Linked DNA regions of Rattus norvegicus: region 2 is linked to region 1. The links are chromatin contacts, called in public Hi-C maps. All regions are on one chromosome and are shown on one strand. The core of a region is the stretch at or near the end of the contact, and the rest is flanking DNA. Distances in the headings are between cores, read along the strand shown. Region 1 has its middle 96 kb from the start of Ghr. Region 2 has its middle 66 kb from the start of Fbxo4.

Evidence for each region. Hi-C and Micro-C count contacts between places; a contact is called where the count stands out from the background.
Region 2: a contact with region 1 is called in a Hi-C map of liver, with 4 times the contacts expected there. The contact joins two enhancer-like sites. A contact is called at or near these places in 8 of 12 Hi-C or Micro-C datasets (the Rat2 cell line, Schwann cells, frontal cortex and 4 more).

The regions. Positions count from the first base shown.
Region 1 is chr2:54,524,631-54,531,242 of GRCr8, forward strand. It overlaps a transcript of Ghr not described here. Among named protein-coding and RNA genes, the nearest start is that of Ghr, 96 kb to the left of the region's middle. Within about 2 kb of position 3,396, at least 1 of the 93 cell types and tissues checked has an H3K27ac peak or open chromatin away from gene starts, as enhancers often do. A contact at or near this core is called in liver, where this site is marked.
Region 2 is chr2:54,846,407-54,853,018 of GRCr8, forward strand. No RefSeq gene overlaps it. Among named protein-coding and RNA genes, the nearest start is that of Fbxo4, 66 kb to the right of the region's middle. Within about 2 kb of position 2,550, at least 5 of the 93 cell types and tissues checked have an H3K27ac peak or open chromatin away from gene starts, as enhancers often do. A contact at or near this core is called in liver, where this site is marked.

The DNA.
Region 1 (6,612 bases), core at 2,146-4,645:
ATAAGATCACTGGGGTGGAACTCCTATGACCAAATAGTTATGACTTTACAAGAGGAGAGGAAAAGACCAGGCAAGACACGTATTCATGTTCCCTGACCCTTGTTATGTATTACCTTGCACTGACTACAAACTGTTAGCAGAACGAAAATCTTCATATGTGGCCTGGCAGCCATAGCTATTCAGAACTGTTAGCTAAAATAACCCTATTGTATACATTATTGATCCAGCAAATAATATTATGTTGTTAACAATAGAAACCACACTAAGCGAAAAATATTCCATTTACATAATTTATGTTAATAGGAGATACCAAACTATAACAGAGCCTAGCAGAAAGATAGAATTAAGTAATAAATCTGTCACTCTCCCATGGTAGAGACTCCTATTTTCATCTCTCATAAAGATGGTCTCACACAAATTCAGCAACCCTGATTTAAAAACATATAACTCTTTTAAGGTCTCATAGTAAATATATTTCCAAACGTCCTCTACATTACGAGGCATAGAAGCAGAGCTTAGAGTAATAGGTTCATGACCTTAAATTTGAGAAAGCCTCAAGGCTGTATTAGATGAAGTGTTAGGATGTCCATGGGATAGGGAAATGGAAGGGGAGGAGCCCACCTCAGACTCCTCCTTCATAAAGCTTGTTTAATAGGACATCCTTAAAGAGAAAGTTTACTATTAGCTCCATTACTAGGTCTCTTAGAATAGTAGCATGAGAAGAATTGTTGAAATTATTACTACTTGAAATATATAACAGTTGAGAAACAGAAGTATGCCGAAATACCATGCAGTAGTTACTCCTCCAACAAGCCCTGGGCTCAACATGGCCTCCTGAATACCGAACTCAAGTGATGAGCATATACACACAACCTCTGTAGGCACAGGAAGAGGTCCGTAATTTGACAAATCCACAGTAAACCCCACCTGACGATCTGCTACAAATAACCCTAGGGAGTTTTGGGTATACTTTCTGGTCCTCAGTTTCCAACTTCCTGGCACAAAATATTTTAAATTCTTTGTACATAAGAGAAGAAATTATTATATCCAAGACTTGTCTGGGAGCTACTTTGGTAATTGAGCTGTCTCTTTAAATCCTTCAGCTTCGATAAATTCCCCTAGTTTAAAAAAAACTATATGATTTGAAGTTTATTGCTTTTCATTCAACTGTTACCAGTTGTTCCGTAATATTACCATTATATATTATTAACATTGCATTTCTTAACTGAATGCTGAGTCGCAATTACTGCTTTTATAGTCCCAATGTCTATCACATTTCAAAGGACATATTCGTGGCTCAGTAAATATGTGCTCTGTCTTTTATATTTTACATAGATACCAAAAAATACCACTGGTTTGACCCAACTGGTACCCTTTGGGGGGGAACTCCTTTGCTCAGCATTGTTCCTCCAATTATTTTAAAAGTAACTTTTCATATGATATAATTCTCATAAAAATACTCAACTCCACACAACCAAACTTAAAACTTCATGGTTATGATGGGGTGTATGAAGGTCCAGTCTAGTTATACCTAAGGGGCTAGAGAGGTGTTTCAGCAATTAAGAGCACGTGCACTATTCCAAAGGACTGAACAAATCCATGGAGGCCATAACTGGATGTGATTCTAGTTGAGAGGTCAGTCCCTCTTAGGATCTCTGTGATCATCAAGTACCCATGTGGTGTACAGTCTTACATGCAGGCAAGACACCCATATACATAAAAATAATTTTTAATAAAATATAATATTAATGTCTCCATACTGCTTGAACTTGTAGATGTTTTGAAGTTCTGTGGGAAGGATTCTCTTTGGGATGCTTGTCATCAAGTGCTGTCATTGAACTAAGGAACTCAAACAAAAATTCATAATGTACTTAGATTCCAGGTATTATCATTATCTACATTTCTTTGCCCCAGACTATCTCTGGACACTCCTGTTATCTCAATTGCTCAGTATGTCTTCCTACTACTAAGGCAAAGCCATCAATGGAATATTTATTTAGCGTCTGTGAAAAGTCAGATATCACTTGGGCAGTATCTTTCAGAAAGATAAGATACAACAGTTTTAATGTGAGAGATATCATTTCTCTTCATTCTCTGGCTTCTTGTTTTAATATCTTTTATTTGCTCAATATAAACATGGTATATATTTTCAGCTATCATGACCTTCTTCAAGGATTCTGGTACTTTTCTCTATCCTTATGGGATGATAACTTTGAATATATATAATATTTACAATTCATCATTCTTCTATCCTTTACCAGGCAATTTTTCCCTTTGTTTTGCCAAATTGACATTTTCCAGGCTAAAAAGCACATAGCTTGAAGGTCCCTGGAAAGGCAACTGACAGGACAAATCCTGAGTCATCACACTGCCCAAGACCAAAGTTGACTTTCTGACAATTAGAAAGGAAAATTGAAGTTTGAGCTTATCAGCCATCATCCAAGTCCAGATGGGCTTACAGCATCAGATATCACAAGAGCTTTAAGCAAGCGAGGGACCTGCTTATGACTCCGTTCTGCATAGCTCCATTCTGCTTTCCCTTACAATGACAACACCAGAGGAGAAAAGTGGACATGATTCTTAATACACTAACTACATTTTCAAAGCAAAATAATAAAGAGTTGTTTGACAAATGAATTGTTATAAGTCTCTCATACGTTACAGGAACTAAAATAAAACGTCTCTTTTAAGATTTTTTTAATGAAAATCTTTCTTTTACATGTTTTGCTTTATTTTCTAAACTAGTGAAGAAACAATCAAGTGATTATTGTATCAAATATGTTTATGGAGCACAGTAAGTTGTTCCTTGCTGGAAGGTTCATAAAAATGCACCTTCAGTTTGTGGACAATTCTGAGCAGGTGGCAAGGAGATTGATAATTTGTTGAGAAGCCCAAGACCTCAAACCAATCACAGCAGACCTCAAACCAATCACTGTATGAGCCACTGATGCTAAAGATCCTATGCAGAAATACAAGGTAGACCTTACTATATTCTCAGGGGAGGAAAGTAAGTTCCAGAGGAGCTCATCATCACCATTTGAGTGGTAAATTCCCAGTCAATGAGCCCTAAAGGGTTTGCTTTTTTAACCCCACCCTTTTTCACACATAAGTCAGCTTTCCCATCTCACAGCAAGGTTGCTTAGACCTTAGAAATCATGAGTAGCAGAACACTCATCTAATTCCCAGCTAGACGTACTGCAGGATATGGGGACCTAATTGCCTACGGATGTTAGAGTATAGCTTCTAATGGAGACCGAGCACTTTAGTGTTGCCTGGGACATTAGCAAGCCATTTACCTCCTGAGTAAAAAGTGAGTTGTTGATTTAGTCATGTCCTCTACCTGCGTCTCAAACCCCGTTGCCAAAGGAAGCATTTCTGTCCAGTGTACTTTCACCTCATTTGGGGCCAGATGGCACACTCTATGGGACTCGGGCAGAACAAGCCTTCAATAAATGTTTGATTGCCATTAGTGACTCACGATCATGAAAGCAGACACAATAAGGTCCATGAAAGAAATACATCCTAGTCAGAACCTGTCTGCAACACACAGCTGCAACTCGCTGATCTTCAGAAAATCCTAATCCTGTCATTTTCTTGGTAGGTACACTCCTTCATAGGGAGGGAAAGTTAAGGAGCTATCTACATAGCATATAAAATTATATTTATTTCTCTTATTACACTTTGTATGAAGTAATAGCAAGTGTGGGCTTGAGGAACCCGTGAGATGGTTACAACATTGACTATAGATTCATAGTAATCTGAAAAGAACATATTGTTGTCTCCCTTATAGGGTTGAAATTAGTTAATGGTATAAAGAGACGGCTGATTAAACACCATAGATGTTAAACTGTCTTTATAGATAGAATGTATAAAACCAAGAGTTCCTAATCTGTGTTTTGGGCAAAATATATTAATTAGGGGCAGAGAGAATGGGGAACTTGAGGCAAATTGTTCATAACAGAGAAGGGTAAGGTTCGATGGTGGTAAGAAAGACTCCTAGGACAGGTAACAAAAATTTAAGGGAAAGAGCACAGGGCTTCCAAATATAGAAAGATTTCTAAACAACAGGAAGGAAAATTAGATTCAATCGAAGAATAGGAGAATAGGGAATTTTTAAAAGTTGATTTGGTACGAGGTTGAATTTTCTCCAAAGAAAGTTCTAGAATTGATTGGCCAGGGAGAAGGTGAGGTTGCAATTCACTATTTCTAGGAGGCGATAGACTAGCTATTGAAGTGGAGAGTCACACACTACCGAACGTTACCTTTGAAGTAGTTATCGAGCTAAGCAGCTCTATTATTGGGTATAAGATTGTCACTATAGCAGTTCCAGGTGGGGAAAGCATCACTTTCTAAAAAGGGCATTCTGCCCTGCTTACACATCAGGCTGAGGGGTTGACTTTAGTCTTATCAAACTCAAATTCTCACCAACTCTAACTTAAGTGCTCATAGCATTCAAATCATGGCTACATCAGGGTAGCTCCCCCCCCCCCCCTTCATGCCGGGGTTTGACCCTAGTGCCTTACACTTACTATGTGCTCATTCTCTGCTACACCCAGCCTTCTTTTATAAAGAAAATTGTGTTTGTATAGCCACACACACCAAGGAGCAGAAGTATTTCCATTATTGACATATTTAAAGATGCAGTCTTGAAGAGCAAGCACACATCACTTCTTGGTCTTTTTGGCTGAGACTGAGTTTAAAGCAACCGGACCTCCAAAATTATGTCATTTGCTGGTGGAAACTGCTAAGAAGCTTAATCCTCTGGTTAGTAGATTTTTACAAGTAGAGACCACGTTTTGTTGTAAGTTAAACAATCTGGTGTCCCATATTCCCTCATATCACTCAGATTTATCTGTACATTAACAATGCTTAGCAGCAGATAGCCAAAAAGGCTGGCCAAGTTGGAACAACTTCAAGATCTGTTTCCACACTGGGGTGTTTCGTGCACTTGGCAGAAGCAGGCTGCAACTGTAGCTTCATTTATTACGCTGTGCTATAAACATTATGTCCTGAGCTAACAAGACACTCCACATGACGGTCCCATAGGTTACCAAGCACTGTAAACATCTGTTAAAACGGGCGCCAGAGACAGCATAGTCAAGGCCTGTAGTGTCCATTGGAAAGTGGTTTATGAGGTGCAGTCTACTGTTTAAAAATGAATAATCAAAAACACAGCCGCAAACCCTGGCTAAAACAAATATTTGCCAGGCAAAGTTAGGCTCATTTTGAAACACTATGTGGTAATGCCCTCACGTCACCACTGTAGTCACAGACTCGTTTCACACCTTGCTCATTGAGCCTTGGTCTTCCACGGTATTCAGGAGACCATAACTGTAATCTCACTGTGATCTATTTACTCCCAAAAGAAAAAGAAGGGACATTTGAGTATTGATTGACCGATTTCTTTTCCCTCTAGATCAATGTGAAGACAAAATTTATAAGGACAGAAGAAGGCAATGAAGAACTCATAGGGCTTTGTAATCCACAGATGACAATTGCCCAGAGTTTCTTGGCAAGCAGGCAGCCTTCTAGTCCATCCAGAGGTCTATCTGGAGGGGAAATGAGTGTCTGGAGCCCTCTTGGCATCTGATCTCAGAACAGAGCTTTGCTTTTCTCAAAGGAGAGAGAATTTTCCAGCTACAGCATATACATACATTCTTGCATACATGCATAAGTACATAATACATATATGTGTGCACAGCATATATATGTATATTACATACATATATAATACACATGTATATTATGTATGTATACTATATACACATTCAATGCCAATGCATACATACCTATATAATATATACATTAATATGCATATATAATATATAATCTTTGTTTTCTGTTATTTTACTTCATTTCCATGTAACATTTTAATCTGTGAAAATATTTCAGTAGCTGTCCCCTCAAGAATAACAGAAACCTCCTGTAATCCATGTAGGACGCAGCCTAGAGTACTCGTTGCTACTGCACACCCAGTTTCTGTAGGAAGAGGTAAGCGCTGTCTCAGCCACATCCGGGGAGTTAAGGAGTAAACACTCCTGACTGAGACCTCTATTATTCCCTTGGACAGGAACAGCAGCATCCTGAGAGACACACAGATCCACAGTGAATCTGCTCTGGTCTCTCAAATTCTGTAACCACACATGCACGCATCTCCTAGATGTGCAAATGCCCTCCCATTCAGCTTTCCTGAGAGCTCCAGAAACCACCATTTCCAGTCTTCAGACCTTCCAGGGCAGGGAAGTTAGGTGTTTTTAAGTCCAGGAAATTTATTCCTATTCGGGAGCAGCTGTGTCTCCCCAACTCTCTCACTTCCCATTACCTTTCCCTGTCTGGCCAAGATCTCATGAAGATACAAACAGCAGGCAGCATCTCTATGGTTTCTTTCTCTCTCTCAACACCCTGTTTCAAGAGACCAACACACCTCCCAGTGCGCTCCCACACACGCATGCAAACACACACAGCACATATATACTGTACACCCCTTCAGCACAAACACCAGAGCTACACCACGGAACCCTGCAGCCTGGTCAGAGCCGACTTACTCCCCGGTGCTATATATAAAGTTCTTGCCCAGAAATAGATTTCCCCACGCACCCACAAGTGGATAGT
Region 2 (6,612 bases), core at 1,300-3,799, 320 kb after region 1:
TGACTGGTGTGAGGTGGAATCTCAGGGTTGTTTTGATTTGCATTTCCCTGATGACTAAGGATGTTGAACATTTCTTTAGGTGTTTTTTAGCCATTCGATATTCCTCAGTTGAGAATTCTTTGTTTAGTTCTGTACCCCATTTTTAAATAGGGTTATTTGGTTCTCTGGAGTCTAACTTCTTGATATATATACATATAATATATATATTAGATATTAGTCCTCTATCAGATGTAGGATTGGTAAAGATCTTTTCCCAATATGTTGGTTGCCATTTTGTCCTATTGACAGTATCCTTTGCCTTACAGAAGCTTTGCAGTTTTATGAGGTCCCATTTGTCTATTTTTGATCTTAGAGCATAAATCTATGGTGTTCTGTTCAGGAACTTTTCCCCTGTGCCCATGTGTTTGAGGATCTTCCCCACTTTTTCTTCTATTAGTTTCAGTGTTTCTGGTTTTATGTGGAGGTCCTTGATCCACTTGGACTTCAGCTTGTTCAAGGTGATAAGAATGGATCAATTTGCATTCTTCTACATGCTGACCTCCAGTTGAACCAGCACCACTTGTTGAAAATGCTATCTTTTTTTCCACTGGATACTTTTAGCTCTTTGTCAAAGATCAAGTGACCATAGGTGTGTGGATTCATTTCTAGGTCTTCAATTCTATTCCATTGATCTGCCTGCCTGTCTCTATACCAATACCATACAGTGTTTATCACTATTGCTCTGTAATACTGCTTGAGGTCAGGGATGGTGAGTCTCCCAGAAGGTCTTTGTTGAGAATGGTTTCACTATCCTGGGTTTTTTGTTATTCCAAATGAATTTGCAAGTTGCTCTTTCTAACTCTATGAAGAATTGGGTTGGAATTTTGATGGGGATTGCATTGAATCTGTAGATTGCTTTCTGCAAGATGGCCATTTTTACAATATTATTCCTGCCAATCCATGAGCGTGGGAGAACCTCCCATCTTCTGAGATCTTCTTTGATTTCTTTCTTCAGAGATTTGAAGTTCTTAGCTGAAGGGGTTTACAACCCCACAGGAAGAATAACAATATCAACCAACCAGAACCACAGAGCTCCCAGGGACTAAACCACCAACCAAAGAGTACACATGGAGGGACCCATGGCTCCAGCCACACATGTAGCAGAGGATGGCGTTGTCAGGCATCAATGGGAGGGGAGGCCCTTGGTCCTGTGAAGGCTTAAAGCCCCAGTGTAGGGGAATGCCAGGGCAGGGAGGCAGGCGGGAGGGGGTGGGTGGGTGAGCACTTTCATAGAAGCAGTGAGAGGGGGAATGAGATAAGGGGTTTCCAGAGGAGGAAACCAGGAAAGAGGATAACATTTGAAATGTAAATAAAAAAAGAAGACAACAATAAAAAAGAGTAATCATAAAAGCTTACTTGGGTGATGTAAAAAGAATGTCAAAAGTATCCAAATGTCACCCTATAATTAGAAACCAGGTATAAATATGGAAGGGGAAGGGGGTGAAATAACAATAAAGATGTCTGAAAAAAATCATAAGGGGTCATACTATTACGTATCTACTTAAAATACCTATAATACAAGTTAAATGAAATTTTCCCATGTGGGCAAACAATGATCCCTCCAAGAGCCACATACTATCTAAAAACAACAGCAGAAGGAGGCATGAGAAGGCCTCTTCTGAGTAGTTGATTAGGATTGTCCAAAAAAACTCCCAGAAGATTTCCAAAACATGCAGGCTGTTGCTGTTGTCCTTGGTTGTCATCAGAGGTGGAAGGGTAGCCCCTATGGCAGAAGACATGCACTTAAGACGCAGGGCCCAGTGGTCCCTGAGCTGAAATAACCTGAAAGCCTTCTCCCTCAGGACTATCCTTCATGGCAGGAGAAACTGCCATACAAGCTTCCAAAGGACAGCGTAACCAGAAGCCCTACCCAGCTATGATGCTCTGAACGATTGCTGTATGAGTATCTTGATGTAACCATCTGCTCTATAATTAGGCATAAGACCTGCTCAATAGGAGGGAAACTGTATCTGGTACTGGAAACCTATCCACTACCCTGGAACATTGAAGTCTTCAGTCTTGAAAGAGAATCTGTAACTGCCACTTTACTAAACCAGTTTAATCCCTAACTACATTCTAAATATCTGTCCTTATGGCCACAAATGAGTGTTTTCTCCCCTCTCATCAAAGAAACGTCTCTCTGCAGCAGACAAATTACAGAACCACAACCAATCACGATGCAAAGTTGTGGAACCCAGCACCAATAGATAATCCCACACCTAAGACTGGGGATCCTTGTGGAAGACGAAGCACAAATTTTGTGAGAGAAACAGGGAGCCTGCTTTGTAATTCTGTCTCCTAGGAATGTCAGAAGCTACACTCATGAAGTCTCACCGGTAGGACTGCTTTAGCGTGAGCTAAGCAAGGGCAGTAATAACAGACATGCTGAGCACGGGCTGAGCACGGGCTGAGCACGGGCTGAGCACGGGCTGAGCACGGGCTGAGCACGGGCAGAGGTCACGCAGGAGGCCTCAGCCCACACAAAGAGCTACAAGTAACGAAGAATGCTGCTGAGAGCTGATAGTGGAAGGAATAGTCTTTCCAGGGAAGAACACACTATATGGTTATCCAGAACCACATGGATAGCCCTGAAAACATTCATGCAAATAGTGTTATACATGCTGGGAATGTTGTCATTTATGTATTTAGGGAACACACACATAATTTTAATTGATATATACAACATATATCAATTATATATTTAATTTATATATATCAATTAAAACTGTGTGTTCCATAGATACATACTTTTTTGATTAATTGATATATTGATATCACACACACACACACATAATCAATTAATAAGAAAAAATAGGCCATGAATTTGAAAGAGTATATGAGAGGATTTTGGGAGGATAAAGAGGAAGTGGGAATGTCATAATTATACTATAATTTCAAAAAGAAATATTTAAAAAAATCTACGTAGAACTTAAGTGTAGCTTCTTTGAAATAAAGAGACGAAAGATGCAGTTAAAAATCCTCAGGTGCCCCCTACTGGTGAGAAAAGGGGATACACGAGGGAAAGCATTCTGTCAGTAGTCTACTCAGCTAAGATAAATGCATGGAAGAAAAACCGCTTACTAGAAATGAAACAAAGCCCAACATATATTCAGACAGTGACATTTAACGATTAGCAGTGCTATCCTTTGCACCGTGGAAAGTATGTAATAAAAATAAATCATAAAAGAAATCATTTCTAACCGTTAAAGAGTCAGGATCCAAGGGAAGGAAATTAAGTGTATAAACATCTGAAAAAAACACCATTTCAAACGTCTGCAAATGGTTTTTAAATGTTTAATATCTTTTCACATCAATTAGTTTTCACAATAAACTCGGATAAGGCTAGTTTAGGTCATTGTCTTGGCAGAGAAGCAAACTCCTCTCGAAAGGTAAGGCAAGAGTACACATGAAGAACCAATTGGTGAGCTCCCAAAAGATACGCCCACATCCTTACAGACCTGAGCTCTAGCTACAAACCTTAGTAAGACAGTCATTCCTCCAGATGGTGAGTGATCAGTGGAAAGGAGCCTCGGTCTCCCTACATATGATCAGGGGGCTAAGGCTGGACACCAAAGTGAAAGGCAATCAGCCTAAAGTTAAAAGCTGAGCTACCCTCGGGAGCTGAACAGAAAACCACCCAGGAGCCTGGTTTCCACCTGCTATAGCCCAGGGAGAGACAGAGCAGTGGCGGCAGCCATGGAGAGCAGAAGGACTCCCTCCCAACAAGCCGAAAGACTCAGGGAACAGGGAGCCCACTTCAGACAGCAAGGCTTACCTGGAAAGCCATCCTCAGTGGTTAGGAGTCAAGCTCCTACGCTGAAAATAGCCCTGGAGTTAGAAAGCCCAGAGTAGAAAGGGCGACACTGGACGGACTGTAATACCTGATCTCAAATTACACAATAAGCTCATAGTGACAAAGGCATGTGACGGAAACAGACACATAGACTAATGGAGTTGAATAAAGGACCAGAAATAAAATCACACAGCTTCAGCCATCTAACTTATTGATAAAAATGACAAAAACACACATTAGAAAAACTGTCTTTAAAACAAATTTTATATCCACATAACTTAAAACTAAGTTCCTATCCTCTTTCAATCTACCACCAATGTCTGTTTAGTTTCCCCTTATTCTGATTTAGATTTGAGCATCCTCCCTTAGAACCTCCTGATTACCCAGTGTTTTGGGGGTCTGTAAATTGTAGCATGGTTATCCTGCACTTTATGACTGACTAGTGCACTCATAAGTAAATACATACCATACGTGTCCTTCCAGCTCTGGGTTACCTCACTCTGAACAATATTCTCAAATTCCATCCAGTTGCCACCAAAATTCATGATGTCTTTGTTTTCAGTAGCTGAGTAGTATCCATTGTGTAGATGAACCACATTTTCTTTATCCTTCACTTGAGGGGTGTCTACATTATTTCCAGTTTCTGACTATTATAAATAAAACTGCTATGATCATAGTTGAGCAAGTGTCCCTGTTGTATAGTGGGGCATCTTTAAAGATAGAGATTAATACTGCTTTCTGCTGCCCAGCAAACAGTAATTGTTAGCTTATTGAAAGCTCCCCCCCCCACTGTGGGAGATGTTGTGTATGGTTTATTTTATCAGAGTGCATATATGAATGAACAACTAGTATCGTTATTTGTCAAGGCTTTCTGGAGTACAAATCTAGATTTTTATTCTTCCTATACCATTTTCTTTACTTTTAAATTAAAAGTATAACTACATTGCTACCCTTCTCATTACTCCCTCCAAACCCTCCCATAGCTTCATTGCTCCCCACATTTGTGGCTTCTTTTTCTTTGTTATTGTACATATATATGCATAAATATATACATACGACCAGCTGTGTTTGATACACACACACACACACACACACACACACACACACACACACCACCACCACCACCACCACCACCACCACCACCACCACCACCACCACACAAAAATACAGCCTGCTGAATCTGTTTAGAGTTGTTGTACCACTCGAATTGGACAACCAATTAAGGCTCTCATCATTGGGGAATCTTAATTCTACCTCTCTCAGCAGCCATTAGTTACCTGTAGGTCTTGATCTTGCTGTGGAGCCTTTGACATTTTGTCCATCCATACTGGTATGTCAACTTGTCTAGTTCTTGTTCCTGTCTTGTTCAGGCAACCATATTGGTGAGATTTCATAGCTGTAGAGTCCATAGAGAAGAAACTATCACAACAGACACCCTGATCCTCTGGCTCTTATAATCTCCTCCCTCATCTTATCTTCCCTGAGCTTTAGATGCAGAAGTTTTGTCGTAGATGTATGCAATGGCCACCTCACAATCAGTTGTCCTCTATATGTTGACCAGTTCTCGTTTCCGTAATGATCTCTGGCTGATGCAAAGAGAAGCTTTCTTTGATGAGGAGTAAGAATTACACTCACCTATGGTAGAAGCAGAAGCTGAGGGTTCTTCCGCCTGATTGAACCCAGGTCGCTGGCTAGGTTTCCCTCCTGTTGAGCAGGCTTTAAGTCCAGTTAGACAGCTGCTTGTTACCTCCAGTACATAAGGGTCACTATTGCAGGTTTAGGGATCTCATGCCATAGTGGTCATCGGTACAGTTCATAAAATTCACAGCTGGGTACAACTATTGGCTGTTTCTTTTCTTTGACAGCTTTTCTAGTGCCTTCCAGTACCTTGAAAGGTAATCCTCAGGTAGCAGGCTTTCAGTCCAGCCTGAATTCTTTGTCTGACCCGGTGTCTTCAAAAATGCAGACCTACCATCAGGAGGCAACAAAGGGTAACTACAATAGCCTGTGTTGTTTTGAGAGTCTCTTGGACTCCTCTGACTAACAACTTCAAAAATGTTTTCTCATGCCTGGTGTTAAGAGTTTTTCTTAGATAGTTCTTGTGAAGAGCATTGTCAGCCAAGTGGCACAAATTTGTCTAACTTATATGCATATGCAATATGTAAACTTACTTCTATGTACTTTTAGGTAAATAAAAGTGATATGATTCCTATAGCTTTTTCAAGAATCCATAGTACTGTTTTGTCTTCCTCCCTCTCTTTCCATAGCCTTCTCTTTCTATACTAACCTCCCTCCTCCCTCCACAACTCAAACAAATGATTCTAATTCCAAGTACTGGGAATTTTTGTTAGATAGTTAATGACTCTTAGAATGAAAGCGTTATCACCCCACGTAGTATAACTTCACTGAAAAAAAAGTCATAATATGTATTTCATAAAATACATACAATTTCATATTTGCTATGATTATGTAACTCTAGTTATAAAATATGAACTAATGAATTATTAAGGTCTTCATTATTAGTTCTATTTTTTCCTCTTCCTCACTCTCTGCGTTGGGCTCTCTTCCCTGACACATTAGCACTTCCCCCATTCTTCCCACAGCATGTCTCCCACCATGGTACTGCCTGAGTTTCCTGGTTTAATAGTTGAAATAGTCACTCACAGTATGACCACACGCCAATGTCATCTATGCAGTTCCTAAACTCAGTATCTCCTCTCAGATGAATCTAGGCTGTGTCAAATTAACAATTAAGGTCGACTATGACAGAGTTAGAAGCT